2 separate regions of the Ovis aries genome follow, and region 1 is linked to region 2. Evidence: chromatin contacts called from public Hi-C data. All regions are on one chromosome and are shown on one strand. Each heading gives the region's core, a stretch centred on a gene start, on an enhancer-like site or on the middle of the called end of the contact. The rest is flanking DNA. Distances are from core to core; before and after follow the strand shown. Region 1 overlaps NDST1 (N-deacetylase and N-sulfotransferase 1). Region 2 holds the start of NDST1 (N-deacetylase and N-sulfotransferase 1).

Region 1 (4,867 bases), core at 1,957-4,456, 69 kb after region 2:
ACCAGAAATCATTGCTGCCTACCAGTAGCTCAGTGTCCTGAGGTGGGGTGTGACAAGGACACGTGTAGTTACACTTGTCACTCAGGGCTGTAAGAGCCACACGTCCACGTGCAGTGGGAGTCTGGAATCCACTCACGGAGTCCATTCTCCCACCCCGCCCTGACATCTCTTCCACTGTCATTTCAGGATCCCTGCGAAGACAAGCGCCATAAGGACATCTGGTCCAAGGAGAAGACGTGTGACCGCTTCCCAAAGCTCCTCATCATTGGCCCCCAGAAAACAGGCAGGTCTCTCCACTCTTGACCAGCTTCCCTTACTGTCTTGACAGCTTCCCCTGCTGTCCCAGCCACACAATTCTGGAGACCGTCGTGCCCTGGTCCCACTCTCCAGTAATCTACACGCTCTTTCCCAGGAAGTGGGACCAAAGCTGGGGTGACCATGAGTTGCCCATCAGTGTGGAGGTGGGAAGGGTAGAGGTTGGGCATTGAATTCTCCTGTTGTGAACCACAGCCTCAGGGAGCTCTCTTGGTGTCCTCTTGGGAGTTTGGGTCCAAGCAGAGAAGCCCAGATCAGATGCTTTGCAAGACTGAGCAGTGCTTGGCAAAACTGGGTCAGGGCAAAGAGACCGTGACAAGTTAGGACTGTTTGCAGTGGTGACATGCACACTACATGGTATGGATGGCTGTTCCCATGTTACAGACAAACACTCCTGGCTCACAGAACTTGTCACTTTCTCTAACACATTTAGTTAGAAGATGGCATATCCAGGTCTGGAACTCTGGTCTCTGTGCCGCCAAAATATATACTCTGAACCACCGAACTCTGAGGTCTCTTCTCTTCTGAAACCTCTCATTAAAGCATATTAACCGTAGATCCATGTAGGAAAGGAATGGACCCTCTAAAGGGAGAGGGTCAGCCCTGTACTGTTGAATGGGGAGGGAGTGTGAGTGAAGGAAGGGCACTCAAAGAGGAGGCATCTGGGCCAGATTTCTTAGCCCTTCAGGAATTTCCCAGCAGGCTGGCGAGTCTGGAACTCCCTTGTCCTTGAGTTCCTCCCAAGTGCTAGAGAGGACCAAAGCCCAGGGCTTGAAGGGGCCAGCAGAAACCATCTTCTTCTGGGGTTTTGAGGGGACAGTAATCAAGTGAATGTGAATGCCGGAGTACAGTGCTGAGAAGGATTCTGAGGCCAAGTCTTTGTGATGAAGAGTGCTGTGATGGGCTAGTGATGTCTGCAGTGGATTCAAGAGTTGGGGCGCCCACCTATAAGCTCTGTATTTGCCTGTCCTGAGTTTAGTGTGTTTCCCTCATGGTAGAGACGAAGAAACTAAACCCAGAGAAGAGAAGGGACTTTTCCAGTGTCTCCCAGCAAGTAATGGAGAGCCAGGACCAGAACTCAGGATTTCAGACTGTCTTTTCACTGGGGGCCTGGGCCCAGGTCTCACCCGCCTTCCTTCCCTGCAGGCACCACGGCCCTCTATCTGTTCCTGGGCATGCACCCTGACCTCAGCAGCAACTACCCCAGCTCCGAGACCTTTGAGGAGATCCAGTTTTTTAACGGCCACAACTATCACAAAGGCATCGACTGGTGAGTGGGTCTTTCTGTCAGCAGTGGGACAGGACGGCCGCCATGGAGGCTGCCAAGGAGGAGGTCTGCTGAGGCCACAGCAGGAAGCAGCTGGCGCTTGCTCACACGCAGCCAGTTCCTGTAAACAGGGACAGAGTGCGGTGACCCTTGAGTCATGATGTTGGAGCCTGCACACAGATGGGACACTTGATGAGGAAGCCCTTTGCCCCTTTGTATTATTGCCTGGACTCAGAATACTAGACGTTAGAGTCCCTCCCCTTCCTTGCCTTCACGAGTCCAAGAAGAGAAGAGGGACACGCCTGAGGCCCTGAGAGCTGAGGACAGAGCAGGGGTTAAAAATCCAGGGGTTCTGACCGGAAAGCTGGCCCTTTCCACTGCGTGTGACTGACCGTGTAGCAGGAGGCGTTCTTGTGAGCCCTTCAGAGGTGGCTTGTTAGGTCTTCAGGGAGTCTCCTGGGAGCGTGGCTGGAGTTGTAGATTCCTACCAGAAGCTGTCGCCAAGAGGCTACCCCAGGGTGTGGGTGCTGGGGGGATGCTTCCACACCGTGTTTCTTATGTTTGCCTCTTTCTTATTTGTCTTTTCTAACCTTATACGTGTATTGTTTATCATTGTTTTTATGTCTGTGGTTTACCTGAGTAGAGGCCTCATGAGCATTATTCTGTTTTCTGGTATTTCTCTGTGTATTACCAGCAGCCTCTTTCTGTTTCTTCCTTCCAATCATCTGTCAGGCAATCTAGCTGTCTTTTTCTCTCTCTGATACTGCCACAATCTCTTATCTAAAATCCATTGTAACCAGATGCATGATTGGAAGTCACCTCTTTCTGGATTTAGAGGGACATAGCATATTTAACAGCACCTTCACCAAGGTCTGCGGCAGCACCCATTAGCAAGTTTATTAATATATCTGTAGCAAAGTATGTGAACATTTATGCCAGGTAAGATTCTGAAGTCAGGGTTTGCTGCTGGATGGCTTTGCTACAGACTTAGCAAAAAAGCTGCTTTCTCAGAGCTTTCTCCCTTCAGGTATAACCAACAATGAACTGTGAACATAAAGGTGCTATTTTGTAAAGAAATTTTGGAAATGTGAGAGAACTAGCAATTTCTCAGCTCCACTCCAAATATTTTGTTTGTAGGGGTACAGAAATCCCCCAGGCCCCCGGGTAACTCTGAAATCTGATAAATGGGTCCCTGGGACCACCCAGGAGAAACCTCGCCTCACAGGATAGAGTAGGGATCCTATGCCCTCAACTAAGACGGGCTCTGTGGGCTTTGGTTCCCAGAAACTTCCGAAGCTGTAGCTCCGTCTTGCGTGAGTAGGTACCCCTGGGAGGGTCTGGAGTGTTTATTTTCTTTTCTGAGGGGCCCTCAACCTAGAGGTGATCTCAGGACTGGTGTGGACAGTCACTCTGGGCGGGATGTGGGAGGTTCATCTGGGAAACTGTGAGGTTCACCCATATGAGGCAGGCGGAGTGTGGGGGGACAGATGGTAGGCAGTCAGTCGCCTCCCCTCCTTGTCTGCTGGTCTACAGTAACAGCTTAGAAAGTACCATCAGGTCAGGAAGGAAACCCTGCAGCCTGGAGGCAGCAGAGGGCGTCCTTCCCCTCAGTGCTGGGGTTCCCGGGTCAGAAGCGTCCCCGCTCGCCCCCTAGTGGCAGTAGGGGTTAGGGCTCTGTTAGTTTCACCCTGGGAGCATCCCGTTTAAGAAGAAAAGACACAACCCCTTCCCATGCGTACACACCTCCCCCTGCCCCCAGCCCCGCCACACACATCACACCCACAAGTCTTCAGATCCTCTTGATCCTGAGGTCTCCCCGAAAAAGCAGCTGATTCATAAGGAGTCTGCCAGTGGCCACTCTGCCTCGGATCCTGGCAAGTAAGGGATCCTGGCAAGTAAGTCCTCGTTAGACCCAGAGCAGCGTGCCTGCTTGCATTCTCACGTTCCACCCCTCAGTGAGCCTGGCCCTCCTGGCTGCATTCCCCAGGCCCCTCCTCCTGAATCTTGCCTGTGAGCCCTCTTCTGTGGGCTTCCTGCAGGTACATGGAATTCTTCCCTATCCCCTCCAACACCACCTCCGACTTCTACTTTGAGAAAAGCGCCAACTACTTTGATTCGGAAGTGGCTCCCCGGCGGGCAGCTGCCCTGTTACCCAAGGCCAAGGTCCTGACCATCCTCATCAACCCAGCGGACCGAGCCTACTCCTGGTACCAGGTGAGCTGGGGAGGGGCCCTGGGTAGTGGCACGGGCTGTGTCCTCCACTCAGCCACTAATAAATATCAGCGAACACTTTTCCTGCGTCGTCTTTGTGCTCACCCTCAGCTGGCTCCTGCAGTGCACTGGTGGGTAAGAACAGGGTCCCCTCTACTGTGCTCCCAGCCCAGAGGAGGAGCCGGGCAGAAATCCATGCTGAGTCCCAGCCAGGTTACCTGCTCCCCCTCCCAGCTTCATCTGGGGACCTGCTCTGACTCTGATTCTCCAAGTAGAGGTGGAGGCTGGTTTTGTCTTGCTGAAGCCAGGATTTGGCGAATAGTGATCCAGGCTTCATGCTATCTGTGGCCGCCTCACTGGGCTCTGGGTGGGGCTGGGAATTCAGAGAGGGACAGAACACAGGACCTGCCATTCCTAGTGGAGGATGCAAATGCCTGATCAGGGAAGGAAGTTACCTGGACTGTGGTTTGTGTGAGGGAATGCAGCTTCTAGTTTCTACTTGATTGTGTAAGAACTAGAATTTCCTGTAATATCAATGACCTGACTGAATTTTTTCTGAGCCCCTTTCCACTGGGCTTATAGGAAAGCTTAACCTCGGGTCTTTTGGGGGGTTTCCTCCCCTACCTGCCAGTCTTGCTGGAATTATGCTTATGCCAGAGTGGGGGGCTTCCTGCTCTAGAGCTGGTCCTACTGTAGGCCTGGCCACTCTCTGAGCTTCCTCTCTGGGGCTTCATTGTGACCACAGGCTGGTAGGAGTCTGGGTGCAGATCCCCCAACAGACCTCTCCCCTCCTCTCCCTCCCAAGCCTGGTTACCCTCCTTTTCTGGTGTACAACCCCACTCTTCCTCTCACTTATCTAGGACTTTCTGTCTATACCCCAGTATTCTTTCCTCTGGGCTTTGATCCCGGGGGAACAGAAGCCATTTCCCTTGCGTGCCCTGCTGCCCCCTACCCTGTGCCCCGGCAGTGAGCAGAGACTGACCATCTGTATTTATGAGGGGAGGAAAGAGGCAGGAGAGGGAGGCAGAGGGAAAGCAGCCCTGGGTGGAGGCATCCGGGTTCTGTCCTAATGCA
Region 2 (4,999 bases), core at 1,753-4,252:
CATTGATGAGATGCTGGCCTTGCCCAGCTTGGGCAGGAGGATAGCTGGTGGCCTGACCGGCCTCGTGTAGCCTGTCTCCTATCACCTCCTTCACCTGCGTACAGCCTGCTCACTCCAGCTGGCCCTCAGGATAACATCCCTTCCATTGGACTCCTAATAGCAGGTCACCCATAAGCTGCTCCCAATCTACCTCTCCAGCTTTCTTGCTCACTCCTTCCTTCCTGTTTCTTCCCCTTTCCCCCTACCCCTGTCCATGCAACACTCAGCTTTTCCTGAATGCTTTCCATGTGGCCTGTAACAGGTTGTTCCTTATACCGGGAATGTCATCTCCTCACCCCGATCCCTTCCGGTTTCTCTAGATCCTGCTCAGAGGCTGCTCCCCTCTTACTGTGGGCCACAGCACTTGCCCTAGGTCTGAGGTGATGGAGGAGCAGGGCATCTTGACAGTGTCCCGCAGAACCTCCCAGGGTATGGATTAGAAATGCGAGTTCTCAGTTCCACCCAGACCCAGGGAGGCCGATTTCCTGGGTGGGGCCTTTTTGCAGGCTTTCTGGGTGACAGTGAGCTGGAGGGCCTTGGGCCCTCAGCTCAGGAAGCCTCTGGACACAGAGAGGGTCATGCAGATCATTTCCAAACACACCGGGACACTTCTTAAGAGTGCAGATCTGTGTTCTTTCAACCCTGCACCTGTTACCAAGAACACAGGCCCTGACACAGGGAAGACGCCTGCAGGACCTCATGTGGATGAAAACGGTTTTCTAAAGCAGATTTGAGCGTAAGATTTTGGGGCTTGTTTAACCTGCCCAAGACCCAGACTGTATTCAGGGTTTTTAGATCGTTGACTGCAGGAACATGGGTCATGAAAGAGAATTTGCTGGTGGATGCTGATTTCCCTGGCTAAACTGATGGCATGGCTGGAGTATGCCCTAGGAAGTCACAAGCCTATCTTTGAACAAGGCCTGCAGTTTGGGCCTGTGGTCACCAACCCTAGGCTAAGTCCAACAGACTGTGCTCCATCTAAAGCTGTCACATGGACATGACTGGTCTTGAGCCTGGTCCCACCCCTCAGCCGCATACCTTGCTCAGGCCTTTGAGTCTTTCCCTCTCTGAGACATGAGTGGGCTGGCTGAAATCCCTTCTCCCTCTCAACCCCTCCCCCCTCCCCACCGCAACCGCAGGGAGGTTACTCTTTAGGGAAGTTGGGGTGAGTCTGTCTTACTCTTTAAGTGACCGGCTTAACGTTTTTACCTTTCCTGGCTTTGCTATTTTTTTTTCACATATTTTTTGTTTTATTGCAAGATATTCACTTTACAGTATTGTGCTGGTTTCTGCCACACATCAACATGAATCAGCCACAGGTATATATTTGCCCCCTCCCTCCTGAACCTCCTTCCCATCTTCCACCCCATCCCACCTCTCTAGGTTGTCACAGAGCGCTGGGTTGAGCTCCTTGTGTCACAAAGCAAATTCTCACTGGCTGGCTGTTTCACGTATGGTAATGGATATGCTTCCATGCTTCTCTCTGGATCCTTGCCACCCTGCCCCTCCCACACCATGTCCACAAGTCTGCTGTTTGTCTCTCCACTGCCGGCCTGCAGACAGGTTCATCAGTACCGTCTTTCTAGACTCCATACATGTGTGTTAATATACAATATTTGTCTTTCTCTTCTTTGACTTACTTCACTCTGTAAAATAGACTCTAGGTTCATCTACCTCACTAGTACTGACTCAAATGCATTCTTTTTTTAAAGCTGAGTAACATTCCATTGTATGTATGTACCACAGCTTCTGTATCCATTCATCTGTCAGTGGACATCTAGGCTGCTTCTATGTCCTAGCTACCGTAAGAAGTGTTGCAACGAATAATGGGGTGCATGTGTCTTTTCCAGGTATGGTTTTCTCAGGGTATATGCCCAGTAGTGGGATTGCTGGGTCATATGATAGTTTCATATACATATATATATATATATATATTAAGCTTTGCTCCTACAGTGAGGTAATCTTGAGCCTCTGAAGGCCCTTAGGAAACCACCAATCTATTGCTTTCCAAATTTGCTCTAGTCTCACTCCAGGCCTATGAGTCAGACCTGTAGGGTAGGGTAGGGGCCTGGTGATCTACATCATTAAACAAACTCCTTATGGCTCCTAATCAACCAATCAACTAATGACCCAGCCCCTCATTTTACAGACAGGCTCATGAATGGCAAAAAGCCCCACCTGGAACAAATACATCTGTGTGCAGGCTCCTGCTCTCAGCCACTTAAGAAACTCCCAGAAATCATTTTGTCTTTCTGGGCCTCAAGGTTCTCATCTGTTTAATGAGGATGACCACTGTAATCCTGCCTAATTTGTAGGGTCCTTGAGATCCTTGAAATAACACTGGAGGTAGGAAACTGAGGCTCAGTGGGAGAAGAGATTTGCACAATGTCATCCATCTCTTCATCTGCCTGTTACGTGCCAGGCGCTGGGAATTCAGCTGGGAACAACTTGTTGGGGAAGATGATTCTAGTAAACAATGAAACCAATAAATGAACAAGATAATCACGATAAAGGGAATAAAGGGGTTTTTGAGGGTAAGGGCAAAGGGGTAGGGGTGCAGGGAAGAACTGCGCACGCAGGAGGGGTCACTCCAGCAGAGACCTAGTTGTTTGGGAGCCGTCAGAGGAGGCCCTGGAGGGCTGTCACAAGCCTAGTGGCGGCAGAGCCACGAGGCCCCTTCGGGCCCGGCGGGCCGCTCCCAGGGCCCTTGGAAGCACGGCGGGCGCGGGTCTTTGTCTCCCTCGGTCTCTCTGCAGCGTCTCCGACCCCCCAGTACTGTTCCCTCCTTGACCCCGAATAACTTGTTGGCTTCACTCGGGCTTTGTTTCCTCGAGGTCACCGCCTCCGGGACTCCCGGCAGCCGCCTCGGGCCCTCGTGGGTCCAGCATCTGACACCCCTCCCGCCCCCGCCCCCTACCCGCTCCGAGACTGGGGTCAAAGGCAGCCCGCGTCACGTGGTCGCCGAGCAGCACCGAATCGGCCGGGAGAGCCGAGGGAGAATCCGGGTGGAAGCCGAGAAATCCAGCCCCGATAGCAGCGCCCAGTCCCGCCCCGGCCCCCGCCCCGGGGTGCTCGCCGCACGCCCGCCGGCCGCTCGGGCCTCCGGCGCTGATCTCCGGCCGGCACCCACGCTCCATCGCGGGATCGAAACCCGCCTCCACCGCCGAGATTCGGGGAGGTAGGCGCCGGGCCGGAGGGTGTTAGGGGAGGCAGGTGGGGGGGTCCCTTGGCGCGCGGGTTCACCCCTCTGTGCTCCGCGGGCCCGCGCGGGGGCGAGGTGGCGCGCCCCAACTTCCAGCCTCCTGGGAGACCCCCTCACCTCCCACCGCGGGACGAGGGGGAAGGCTGAGCGGTGCCCCAGCGCAGTGCCGGGGGCCGGGACTGGGGGCTGGGCACCGGGAGGGAGGGCCTAGGGGTGGAGAGCCTGCGGAAGGCGGGGCGGCGGCGGCGTGGAGCGGGGGTGGGAACGGCGGGAGGCGGCCGCGAAGGGGTTAACCCCGGCCCGGGCCAGTGCCCCACGGCGCGCGCTCGGCCCGGGGGACCCAGGCGTCCGGCGGCTCGCCGGGAGCGCCCCGTCCCCCGGGTGGCGCCCTAGCCGAGGCAGGTAAGAGGCTGGGAGGGCCGGGGCCGGCCAGTCCCCTGTCGCCGAGCCGGCGGGGCCCGAGTCGAGCCGGGCGTGCAGGCCGCGCGGGGCCCGAGTGGCTGCCGGCTCAAGTTTGGTGCGGGCGGGCGCCGGCCGGGCTTGCAGCGTCCGCGGGGCCCCGCGCACGGGGGTGGGAGGACAAAGGGGTGGGGGACCGCGCGGGGGCCAGGGGCAGGCCGGGGTGCGGGCGAGGGCAGCGCGGCAGCTGTAGGTCACGGATAATGTCACTCACGAGGAATGCCCCCTCCCCCTCCCCACTCCCGAACAGGGGAAACTTTTGTCTAGCGAGGGAGGGGGTTAGAGGCCGGTCCCCGCTTCGGGAAGGGTAAGGCAGCCGGACCGGTTTTCCCTGGGTAGTGATCCGTCTGGTCTCTTAACTCCTCTCCTCCCTCAGGTTCTCGGGAGCAAGGACACCCCCGCTTTGAACGCTGCCCTTTAACAACCTGGGACGAGGTAAGAAGGGGGCGTATGTGGACGCGAGGGCTCTGGGACAAACTGGGAAACTGGGCACTGGCCTCCTGGCTCTTTCCCAGACTCAGGCCCCGGTGGGTCAGCGAGGAGCCATGCCAAGCCCAGGGGATACAGAGCCCCACCATCACACCCAGCTGCTGTACCCACCCGCCCAGAGCATTTGGAATGGCCTGGGCATTATTTTCCCTGGTTTGAGGTTCAGATTGACCTGGGTGCCTGTCACTTCCCAGCTCTGTAAGCTTGGGCTGATTTCTTACCTTCCCCTAGCCTCAATTTTCTCACCTGTAAAATGGGCAAAGTGTAAGAATGGGCCAGGATAAGAATGAAATGAGAACCTGGGGTACCTTAGTAAACAGGAGAATGCTTATATTCAACAAGTATTTGTCCTGTGTGTATTACACGCCAGGCCCTGGGCTAATTGCCTTATATACTTTATCTTGTTTAATTCTACCATGTGACTATCAGCAAGATTTTACAGAGGGGCAAACTGAGGCACAGAAATCGGGAAGGTTACACAGGTGAGAAGCGGTGGAGCTTGGATTTGACTCCCCTCCCCCAGCCTGAGTCTCACAGGGCTCTATAAAGTCCTGCTGTGACTGATCTTATTTTCCTCTGAAATTATCAGGACACCCTTGGCCTTTCCCTTACCCCCAGGTGTTGCTCCTTCTGTTCAGTCTCGTAAGGGCTGACGTCTTGTGCTTTGGTTCTTATTATTGTGGGAGGCTGGAGCCTGGGCCTGGCGCTGGATAATGGTCCAAGTTCTGTTGCTGGCTGGGTCCATGGCAGCAACTAGCTTGTCGTGCGGGTGGTGCTCTGCCCAGGGACAGCTGGTGGCTGTCTCTTCCC

What was found. Hi-C and Micro-C count contacts between places; a contact is called where the count stands out from the background.
Region 1: a contact with region 2 is called in a Hi-C map of hypothalamus, with 1.8 times the contacts expected there. The contact joins the enhancer-like site here to the promoter of NDST1 in region 2.

The regions. Positions count from the first base shown.
Region 1 is chr5:59,642,750-59,647,616 of ARS-UI_Ramb_v3.0, forward strand. NDST1 (N-deacetylase and N-sulfotransferase 1) reads left to right here. Exons shown (of 16, transcript XM_015096147.3): 10 at 187-283; 11 at 1,462-1,585; 12 at 3,622-3,796. Among named protein-coding and RNA genes, the nearest start is that of NDST1, 68 kb to the left of the region's middle. Within about 2 kb of position 3,207, at least 27 of the 54 cell types and tissues checked have an H3K27ac peak or open chromatin away from gene starts, as enhancers often do. A contact at or near this core is called in hypothalamus, where this site is marked.
Region 2 is chr5:59,573,748-59,578,746 of ARS-UI_Ramb_v3.0, forward strand. It overlaps NDST1 (N-deacetylase and N-sulfotransferase 1), which reads left to right and starts at 3,003. Exons shown (of 16, transcript XM_015096147.3): 1 at 3,003-3,217; 2 at 4,077-4,135.